Linked DNA regions of Hordeum vulgare: regions 2 and 3 are each linked to region 1. Evidence: chromatin contacts called from public Hi-C data. All regions are on one chromosome and are shown on one strand. Each heading gives the region's core, a stretch centred on a gene start, on an enhancer-like site or on the middle of the called end of the contact. The rest is flanking DNA. Distances are from core to core; before and after follow the strand shown.

Evidence for each region. Hi-C and Micro-C count contacts between places; a contact is called where the count stands out from the background.
Region 2: a Hi-C map of leaf shows a contact between it and region 1, with 3 times the contacts expected there. The contact joins the promoter of LOC123452960 here to the promoter of LOC123452956 in region 1. A contact is called at or near these places in 2 of 6 Hi-C or Micro-C datasets (leaf and seedling) and 1 of 1 datasets of contacts at active chromatin or transcription factors (embryo).
Region 3: a contact with region 1 is called in a Hi-C map of leaf, with 4 times the contacts expected there. The contact joins the promoter of LOC123452958 here to the promoter of LOC123452956 in region 1. A contact is called at or near these places in 4 of 6 Hi-C or Micro-C datasets (leaf and seedling) and 1 of 1 datasets of contacts at active chromatin or transcription factors (embryo).

What each region holds. Positions count from the first base shown.
Region 1 is chr5H:559,552,389-559,556,048 of MorexV3_pseudomolecules_assembly, reverse strand. It overlaps LOC123452956 (ethylene-responsive transcription factor 1-like), which reads left to right and starts at 1,577. Exons shown (of 1, transcript XM_045129703.1): 1 at 1,577-3,008. The coding sequence starts at 1,819. The coding sequence ends at 2,829.
Region 2 is chr5H:559,742,869-559,746,528 of MorexV3_pseudomolecules_assembly, reverse strand. It overlaps LOC123452960 (serine/threonine/tyrosine-protein kinase HT1), which reads left to right and starts at 2,093. Exons shown (of 6, transcript XM_045129711.1): 1 at 2,093-2,873; 2 at 3,593-3,660. The coding sequence starts at 2,545.
Region 3 is chr5H:559,723,019-559,726,678 of MorexV3_pseudomolecules_assembly, reverse strand. LOC123452958 (transcription elongation factor TFIIS) reads left to right here and starts at 1,887. Exons shown (of 2, transcript XM_045129705.1): 1 at 1,887-2,171. The coding sequence starts at 2,004.

The DNA.
Region 1 (3,660 bases), core at 328-2,827:
AAGATGACCGGGATTGATGCTATTTCACACTGTTTTTAGTTGGGCCGGTCCACTTCTTCTTTTTTTCTTTTTTCTGTCTTTCCTTCTTTCCTTTTTTCTGTCTTTTTTTTTTTCTGTTTTTCATTTTTAAAATAGCAACCGTACGCACGCACGTGCGCCACTGTACATACGTACACGCGTCACTGCATATACATATGCATTCCACTGTACATACGTACATGCGCCACCGCACGTACGTACGTGTGCCACTGTATGTATGGTGATGATGCATGTCGTGAACTAGATTTTCAAAACGAAAAAGAGGTAACGGCTGTAGTTTTGAAGAAAGTTCTCAGATTCGAAAAAGTCCACAAGTTTAATAAAAAGTTTCATGGATTAAAAAAACAAATTGTAAAAATTTCGCGCCTTAAAATAAAAAAGTAGAAAAAAAGAAAAGAAACAAATTGAAAAAATATGGCTTCAAAAATGAATTAAAAATTCATGCCTTATAAAAAAAAATTGAAAAAATTCAATACATCGTATACATTTTTCTAAATGTCCCAAACATTATTTTGAAATGCGTGAACATTTTTCAAATGCAACGTACATTCTTTTCTTGTTACTGTTTATTTTCTCTTATATTATACAAAGTTTATTGTGTATTGCTAAACTGTTTATTGCATATTTAGGAAATGTTTTGCATGCCGCACGGCGTGAATAATTTGCGCCCTGCATGAACTATTTGAAAAAGATTAAAAAATTTAAGAAAAAAGGAAGAAAAAGGAAGCCACCCATGCATTATTTTTTTAACGAAATGAAACTTAAGTGCGCCCTTTTTTTAACGGAAAAATTAAAATGGGTCGGTTCTCGAGATAAATTCCAGTTGACAGAAGGTGAGGGTTCGATTTAGACCGGGATTGCATAGTTCAGGGTGCAATCGACCGGGATTTTGACTCGGGGGTTCATTCCGCCTGACAGATACAAGTTTAATGTTTAAATTAGACTTTTTGCTGTCTCACACGCTATGCCACATATGGGATACCACCTATGCTTCAGACGACGATACTTAACCATGGGTGAGGCCCGACCTGGCTCACGACGCCACGCTATCAAGCAGCGTAGCGCGTGTGAGAAAGACGCTATGACATAGGGCATAGCACCGACGCGTTGGACGCTACCTGAAAATGTTAGTTGAGTGAGATAGTTTCCAAGAGAGTTTATTTTGTGAATTTGTTACATTTTGGGATTATTTTTGTCCATTTTGCCTCAAACTTGCGCATCTAGTCTTAGTCCACATGGTTTATCCCAAATTCCCGATAACCATTTGAGAGAACCTCCAAGTGGTCGTTCTTATCCTCCTCGGCAACGCAAGGAGCCAGTAGTCCACCCCACGAATTTGAATTTCGCCTCCCCACATTTCTTTCTTTGTTCCGAGGTAAGCCCCAGCCCTCGAGAATATCCACGCGCTCCCTTTGATCCGTGCCGCGATACTACTTCCCAGGGCCAGGGCCAGGGCCAGGAGCCCAGGACCAGAAGAAATGAAAACGGGAAATCCCGATACTGCCCCTCAACCGACCCGTGCTCCGCCCCCACCCATTTCCCCCCTTTTAGCCCCCGCCTCCTCCGCCACTCGTCCTCCGGCTTCCACCGCAACCCCACAACCGCACGCCACCAACACCCGCCGCATCCGCCCCGCCCCGCCCCGCCCCACCGACGGACGAAACCCTAACCCTAGCCTCCCCTCCCCCTTCCCCTTCCCGCCGCCGCCGCCCATGGCGGGGCGCCGAGGCTGAGCGCCCCCGATCGCGCGCGAGGATGGATTGAGCCGAGACACGAGGCATGGGGCCCAACCCTAGCCTGGACATGCTGGCCGCCGCGGCGGCGGCGGAGGCGGCGCCGCCGCCCAGGGGCCGCGTGGTGCGGATCATCGTGCACGACGCCGACGCCACCGACTCCTCCTCCAGCGAGGACGAGGCCGCGCCGCCGCCGCTGCTTGCCATGCCGACGACCAAGGAGGAGCGCCGGAGGGACCGCAAGAAGCGCCGCCGCGTGATGGAGGCCGGGAGGAGGGAGGACTCGCGCCCGCCGCAGGCCGGGGGGAGGACCCCCTCGGTGCGGTACCGCGGCGTGCGCCAGCGCCGGTGGGGCAAGTTCGCCTCGGAGATCCGCGACCCGATCCAGGGCCGCCGCCTCTGGCTCGGCACCTTCGACACCGCCGAGGAGGCCGCCGCCGCCTACGACGCCGCCAAGATCCGCATCAGCGGGAGCCGCCGCCCGCCCGACGCCACCACCACCACCACCACCACCGGCTGCTTCCCTTTCCCGTTCCCGCCGCCAGAGCCTCCCAAGCCCACCGTCCTGCGCCTTCCCATGCCACATCCTGCCAAGCCAACCGTCCTGCGTCTTCCCATGTCACAGACTGCCAAGCCGATTGTCTCGCCGCCGCCGCCCCCTTCGCCTGAGCCTGTCAAGCCGGCCATCTCGCCGCCTCCTCTGCCAGCTAAGCCGTTCGCCCTCCCGTTGAAGCTGAGGCTGAAGCTTTCCTTCAATCCACAGGTCAAGGACAAGGGTTGGGGCTGGTGCTCTGCAGGCGATGTCAAGGAGGAGGAGGACGTGGGCTGTGATGGCGAGGCAAAGGTTGGGGATGTGATTAGTGCAGGAGAGGTCAAGGTGGAGGATGGGGGCTGTGCAGAGGAGGCGAAGGAGGTCGGTGGTAACTCTGAGATCCAGGCGGTCAAGCCAATGTGGGCGATGATCACCGGGAAGCGAAAGAAGCGGTCAGGGTGCGGCACCCGTGTTGGCGCCCTCCACGCCTCCTCCGTCTGCGTCGAGGAAGTTGGCGGGACCTGAGGGAGGTTCCAACTATCCGTAATTACTATCGTTAGATCTTTCACTCTTCTGCCTAGCGTCGTCGGAACTTCTTTGGTATTGTGTAATTTTTGTCAAGTACTAAACTCCTTGATGTGCAAACTCATGACCATCCTGTCATATGATTTGCGGATGATTTAATGTATATACACCCTTCAATATGGTCGATAGTCGATTCGAAGGATGCCACTTCTGATGTCCAATGAAACTGATGTATTATATCCAAACTAAAATTCTTCTTTATTGAGATATATGTAGCTTTCATCTTGGATCAATATGTAAGTTAGTGGGAAACTATAGCAATCACTCCTGAAGTGGTAGTAGTTAAGAATTTCAGATGGTCTTTTCTTTTTAGTAGAATGATGGTCTTTGTGAATTCTTCTTTAGAACAGATGTGCTTCTGCCAGTTAGACCAATACTGTTAATTGATTTGTCTCATGCGTCCATGTCCAGGTTCAGTTATTTTCCTTTCTAAGCTCTGTTTTATGTCATGTCCTGGTGTTAACATCACCATGGCATGACTATATCTACTTATTGAATGACTTGTGGAATATGAATCTTGGTGACAGTAATGATATAATAGTAGAATTTGGCTATTTGCTTCACCCAGTTTTGTAGCTAAAAACGGTGGCATCCGTTGTTTCAAGCTGACGCTGTTCTAAGATTTGTGGTTTTAAGTTCTGATGTTCTCCTTTTATCTACAGTTCTTCACATCTAATAACACACACACACGGCCTTTTCTGCTGTGTTGGTGCACATGGATGTGGAACAATGCTCATTTTGGTTGAAAGATTTGGAGTCTTGCCAAACTTA
Region 2 (3,660 bases), core at 844-3,343, 190 kb before region 1:
GCAGGAATACGATGGATTCGGATGGTTCGTTGGATCACAAGTATGGAAACGCGGAGATTAGTGAATTAATGCAAAAGGAGCTATTCGACTCGTCCGAGTCGGACGAAGATGTCGAGATGATGATGATCATGAGCATCCATGAAGGGATGGCCATTGATGTGGAGCACATTTAAAAATTCAAGGGTTCGATCAAGAGAAGAAGAGGATTTTGAACCGGATAGGGAACTGATGTACAAGGACTACTTTGGTCTCAAACTACCATTCCCGGCTACATGGTTTCATCGATGCTTCCGTATGCGTAAACCCTTGTTCTTGCACGTGATGGAGGGAGTGGAGGCACATGATCCCTACTTCAAGCTCACCAGGGATTATTGTGGACAACTCTTGTTTGTATGATCATGAATCTAACATGTCTGACGCTGCAAAACAGAGGATTACGAGACGTATGGAAGCTGTCAAAATAGTCATTTGAATGGAAACACAAAAGAGGTGCCTCGATCCTATGTGATTCAGTACAAAAAATATGTAGGGATGGACTTTTAAATTGCCATGGAATTGATGCATAGGAATCCACCCCATATGAATTTGGGTGCCATCATTCCTTTGATCCAAAGACATTCCTAGGGAGTGGAATTCTACAAAAAATCTGCAACACAAAGAGGACCTAAACAGACGGACGCACTCACCTACACTTACATTTCCTATGGCAAGTTTTGTCGAAGAGTCCAGATATATACGAGGACTCCTCTGAACATGCTGAACGCAACTGAGCCACCCATCACTGATCATTGACATCATCTAGACAACCACGTGACAACCGCTACACAACATGCAACACCGAAAGAAGGGAGACTCCCTAGTACATGCGTGGTAGCCGACCTTTGGACCCTTGACAAGACCAAACGCACCCATTGTCATCATCATTGCAAAAAATACATACCGCTTTCTATATCCGTAACAACCGACCTGTCACACGCGTGAGCCACAAGCCATCGATCCACCGTGAGCATTCAACCCCAAGAGGATACATGACACATAACCTTAGCACGTGCTAGTAACACGCGTACTGATATCCTCATGCGGTTGTGGCGATTTTGTATTGATCTATATATAAATACACTGCCATTGCTCAACAGATACATATCACATCACAAGATATACATGCAACAACCATTTGCTGGACAAATATGTATCACATCAACAATATATACACACACCACCATTGCTCGGCAGATATATAACACGTAAGCAGATATATAAAACTCATCGCCATTAATTGACGAATATATCACATACGTCAAATAGCAAATTTCGACCGATCTATGTATAAATGCATCGCCTTTACTTGGTAGATGCATATCAAATAAGAAAATACATAAAACACATCACCATTACTCATCAAAAATATCACACACGTCAATCGACGGTTTTCGACCGATCTACACATAAATGCATAGTCGTTAGTCGATAGATACATATCACATAAGCAGATATATAAAACACAACACCATTACTCGACAAATATATCGCACATGCCACGTGGCGAATTTCGACCGATCTATGTTTAAATGCATCGCCGTTAATCGAAAGATATAAATCACACTAATCTATGTTTAAAATGCATTGTCGTTAATCGAAAGATACAAATCGCATAAAGAAAATATCCGGTCGATCAACACACAAATGCGTCGTCCTTACTCGACAAAGTACATACCACACAAACAAAACACATAAAACACATTGCCATTACTCGAAGAATATATCCCAGACCTCAAACGGCGAATCGACACGCAAATGCACCGCCATTACCCGACAAACTCACAAACACATCACATAACAAAACCTAAATAACCAGGAGATTTGGATCTCAATTCCCAGGGAAAAGAAGATCTTTTGATCAACGGTGGGGGCTGCATGAGCCTAAGGTGGAGGCAGGACCATGGTGGAGGCCTTGTGAGAGAGGGAAGAGATATTTTGGGGCGCATCCCGTGGTACGCACACGGGGGGACGCATGGCATTTCGCCCACCAGCTCCCTCACGCCCTCCCCAGCTTTATACCCCGCGTCTATAAAGTTTCTGCCCACTGCGGCTCTGCTCACCCCGACGATACCTTCCCCTCCCTTCCCCTCCCTTCCCCCCTCCTTTCCCCGCACCTCCTCCGCCGCGACGGCGACCCCCCAGCCGCACGGCGAAGTACCCCCCTCCGCCCCGACCGCTTCTATCCAGCCCTAGGGTTTCCGCCTCTTCTCCGCACCTAGCCCACGCCGCAGCCCCGCGGATTCCTCCCCCTTTTTTGAGCTCAAAATCGCCGCCTTTCCGCTCGGTTCTTGGGCACGAATCGGCCATTGATTTCCTCTGGTCTATCCAAGGTATTCCCTTGACTTTTCGGGGCGCGAGCCGGGGCCTTCCGAGGCGATTGGCGCTCTGGAGCAGTCTCTTCTCCGCCGTGGGTTCGGGGGTTGCCGCTGAAGGCTTGGCTGATTTTTCTATGAGCGTGGGCCGGGGCTCCGGTCGTCTGGGCGCGCGCGCGGGGTGCTCGCGTTAATGCATCGGCTGACCTGCGGCTGCAAGTTCGCCGACCCCGACACGGTCGTCCCCTCCGCGGCGTCGCATCGCGTGCGGCCGGACACCATGAGCTGCGGCAGCGACGGGTGCAGGGACGGCGGCAGCGGCGGCGGGAGCGGCAGCGAGGGGTTCGGGCGGTCGCGGCCGAGCAAGGTCGCGGCCGACGACTCGGTGGAGCCCGCTCGGTGCTCGGATGCCACGTCGCCGCCGGGGTCCTGGATTGACAGGAAGCTGCTGGTCGACCCCAAGATGCTCTTCGTCGGATCCAAGATTGGGGAGGGCGCCCACGGGAAGGTCTACAAGGGGAAGTAAGTGGATAAACTTTTATGACCATAACCCTTGCACAGTGATTCATATCCTTCAGCTCAAGGTCGGCAGTACTTGCATCAACTGCCCCAGATTTGAATTTATGTTCCTAAGCTTTAGTACTAGCAGCTGTCCAATCCAATGGGTGTTATTGCAAAAAGTTCTATAGTTATGTATCAACGAAGTAGGGGGTAAGAGTTGGTAGGATTTTAATTTGTAAGTATCCAATTGCGTCTGGAGGTACAGTACAAGGTGTACCTACACAACAGTCAGTAAAATTTCGTAACATGCTTGAGAGCCGCTTTAGGGTTCTCATTTAATCGACGGCAGTATTACCTCCCTAGGATTTGATTTATTTTGCGCTTCATTTATCTGTGCCAGCCTGTTGTACATATCTGCTATTCCTGCTATGGTCAAGGATTCTGACTTTTTTTTTTTAGGTTTGAGTCTTGTTCTAATACTTACAAAGAGTTGATTCTCTCAAATTTATTTATGTTTCAATGTACAGCATGTGTGTGTATTAAGGAATAAAACCATTTTCTTCTGCTGCTAATCGTTGATGTTCTCACAAGTTGAGCTGCCAGCCTGACATTCTTGTCCCCCCAAGGAGAAACCTATGCTGTTTAATTACATTCTATATTGTAGTTTTGTTTTGCCCATGTGGATACTCTTGATGGCTTACATCAGTAATTAACTAGTTTGTATGTCTGTTTTCAAATAGGTATGGTGATCAGATTGTAGCCATAAAAGTTCTCAACAGTGGCAGTACTCCGGAAGAAAAAGCAACGC
Region 3 (3,660 bases), core at 638-3,137, 170 kb before region 1:
TTCTGAGTCCATATTATCCGGCTAGCATCCAATGCTACATGGTCAGTGAGAGCGGACCATCCATCGTATCATATGCTAGTCTAATTGGTTGCGCGTTCACACAACTCTTTCGACTAGGGACCATTTAGGACAGTCATCATACAATGTATAGTCTCACAAATAAGTCACGTACTTGTTAATACACATCATTGATAATGTTCAAGGACTATCTTTATTCATGAACACATAGAAAATATCATCATACATGATTGCCTCTAGGGCATATCTCCAACACCCCACCGCCCACTTCCGTCGTCGCCGCCATCCATCCATTCGTAGACTCACCCTCCCGGTAGCCTTGTCTCCCGCCGCCGTCGCCAGCTCTGCTACTTTGTCTCAGTGGGGCGTGAGGCTCCTCACCGTTCGGATTCTTCCATGACGCCCGCAAGGTACAAATGGACTCCGACGATGACTTTTTTCCTACAACGTTCCTTGTGATCCAGATGATTCTTCATCCGGTGACGAGGAGATCGTGGTAGCTGCGTTGGTCGCATGACCACCTAAGTATGGAGCGGCCACTGTCTAGGGGATCCATACTGGGTACACGCCGGCACTGAATCACAATCAGGAGAGTGACCGTTTCCTACGCCGGACTACTTCGAGACCCCAAACCCGCTCTTCAAACATCACATGTTTCGACGTCGTTTTCGTATATCTAGGCATGTGTTCAACCGTATTCAGGAGGGATGGTAAAGTATAATAAATATTTCGAGTGCAAGACGGATGCCCTTGGAAAGATTGGCTTCTCCTCTTATCAGAAATGCATTGCCGCCACTCGGATGCTTGCATACGGAGTTCCTGGTGATCCCATTGATGAGTATGTCCGGATGAGTGAGTCTACATACCTTGAGTCATGTATCTATCCACAATGGTCTACTCTCGTGAAGACAAACTCCAACACTGTAGGAGAAAAGATAAAGAGATTTGCCCAAGAGCAAGAGAGTGTTAGGAAAGATGTAGAGCGTGTTTTTGGCATTCTTCAATCTTGATGGGGCATCGTGCGGTTCCTGCTATAACTTGAAGCACCAAAAAGTTGTGAGAGGTAATGACATCTTGTGTGATCATGCACAGCATGATCGTAGAGGATGGGCGTCCAAAACGTTTCTGTGATCAAGGATTTCAGTTTCAGGGTGACATTGTTGTGCTTGAGCATGAAGAAGCGACAACGCTTGCAAAGTTCGTCGATTTTATCGTAAGATTCGTTATTGGAAAACCCACATGCAGTTGCAAAATGATTTGGTTAAGCATATGTGGATGCACGTCGACAATCAATAGATGTATCAAGAACCTTTTCTTTCAAATATATTTGAGACAATTTAATGTTAAACATGAGATATTTATGTAGTTCTTGAACATTTATGTGATTCTTGATAAAGCGATCGATAAATAGCCGTAAACCTGCCACGCAGACAAAAAAAAATGAATCGACACGTTGATCCTATGGTCGATCCAAACAAAAAATGAAGCACACATGTCGATCCAAACAAAAAACACCGATGAAACACGTGGATTGTAGTTGCTGTAACCCTAACAAAATAGCAAGATTGGTGAAAGTTTAATTTTCACCAACAACATAACCTGTGTAACGGGTTGGCACAAATCAGACTCAGGCGTTGTCATAAATAAAGCTGAGTCACCCACCTCTGCAGTCCTTTGCGAGAAATCGGAAATGACACACCGTCTGCAGACACGACAGGACGGGACGGATCCTTACCCGCCACGTGCCGCCGGATCCACCGTCCGATCCGGCCTGCTCGAGAAGGATCCGTCTCCGAATCAACGGCGGCGGCGGCCCCGCGCCGTATAAATCCCCGCGCTACCCCCGAATCCAACCCTTTTTTTCCTCTCCTCCAGTCGCCTCCGAGCCAGACACGCGAGAGGGTAGACCGCGGCGGCGAGGCCTCCTGCTGCGCCTAGGGTTTTCATCCCCCCCGCCGCCGCCGCCGCCGCCGCCAGCCAGCCGGATGGCCATGGAGAGGGAGCTGATGGAGACCTTCGAGGCCGCCAAGAAGGCGGCCGACGCGGCCGCCGAGGAGGCTGACGGCTCGCCCCCGGAGGCCCAGCGCTGCCTCGACGCCCTGCGCCGCCTCCGCGAGTTCCGCGTCAACACCGACGTCCTCGTCGCCACGCAGGTGAGCCTCCCCCCCTCTCGATTGCTAAGAAATCAGACTATCCGTGCCCTATCGTTGCGTTGGGTCCCGGCGGATGCGGCGACCCTAGAGGAGGAATTGCGGGTGCAATGCGCCTCGCTGCGTTCAATTTGGGCCCCCCTTTTTTTTTCTTCCTGGCTGCTTCGCCAGAAATTACCGTGTGCTCATGCGAGGCATGACGTTCTTCCCCCTTTTTAGAGGGTGACTGAGAGGTGCGGAAAGCGAATTGGGAATTAGATCTTGTGGGAGGGGGGCAGGTTACACCTTTTCCCCTCTTTTTTTTTTTACCTCGGATTGGTAGGTTTGTGGGTAATAGGGCGGTCGTTCAGTGCCTGGATGCCTCACAGAGACGGTGGGTAGGCGGCTGGGATTCGTTGAATGCTGCGGGTTACCACAGATTCGCTGTTTCCATTCAGGAAAAGGCTGGGCGCATGGGTTGTTTGCGTTTCGTCGCTTTTGTGCTGGAAAAATTAATCCGTGTCGGTGATGGTTTGGTTTTTGCTGTGGGTCAGATTGATGCTAGTTTCATCTTAATTGGGATTCTGCATAAAGTGGTCTCCCAACCATCGTCTTATTTTGGTTCGCTAGCCAACATTTGGCAACTCCATAAAATTGTTGAAGATTGGCAATTTTTTGACGTAGGCAAAGTAAGTTGGTAGCCAATTTTTTGGCTTGCCAAGGCAAGCCATTTTGTGGCGCCAAACAAAGCAGCCCCATAGTCTTAGTTTTACTTTTAACACCTTTGTGATTCAAAACTAAGTAAGGTCCTTTATAATGGAGATTCTTTTGAATGTACTGAGATACAAGTTTTTTCCTTCCATCACACCTACATAAGTGCCATGGAGCACTGAGCCTATACAACTACTGAGATACAGGTTTACAGAGTAGTTTTTAGGAGTCTAGGCCTCCTAAAGGACCTGCTGTGACATTTTGGTTCATGTGTGAGGTACGAAGGACCTACTGAGAGACTGGATAATTCCAATTTAGGGTACTTTAGATTTTCTAACCTATCCATTCCCTCCGTCCGAAAATAAGTGACTTCAAAATGGCTCAACTTTGTACTAACTTTAGTACAAAGCTAAGTGTTTTTTGAGTCACTTATTTTGGGACGGAGGGAGTACTATCTTGTATTTGTGCAAAAGCATATCTAGTTTCGTAAGGTACAGAGGTATTCTGAGCATGAACCAGAATTGGCAAGCACTCAATATTTATGATCAGTGATACTCCTTTTGAGTGCTTGCATTTATTAGTTGTGTTTGGTTGGGAGTCTGAAATATCTTGTGTGAATTGCGTTGCTATGTAAAATGTTGTTTTTACTAAAGCTTAGTTCATCAATTTAATATTTTGTTCCTAAACATCCGCTTTCCCTCTCAACCGGATATTATTTATTTCATTCAGCTACTTTCCCCAAGCAGTTGTTTTCATAGGGCTTAGGAACTTGCAACTTACAGATTGGGTTCTGTTTTGTCAG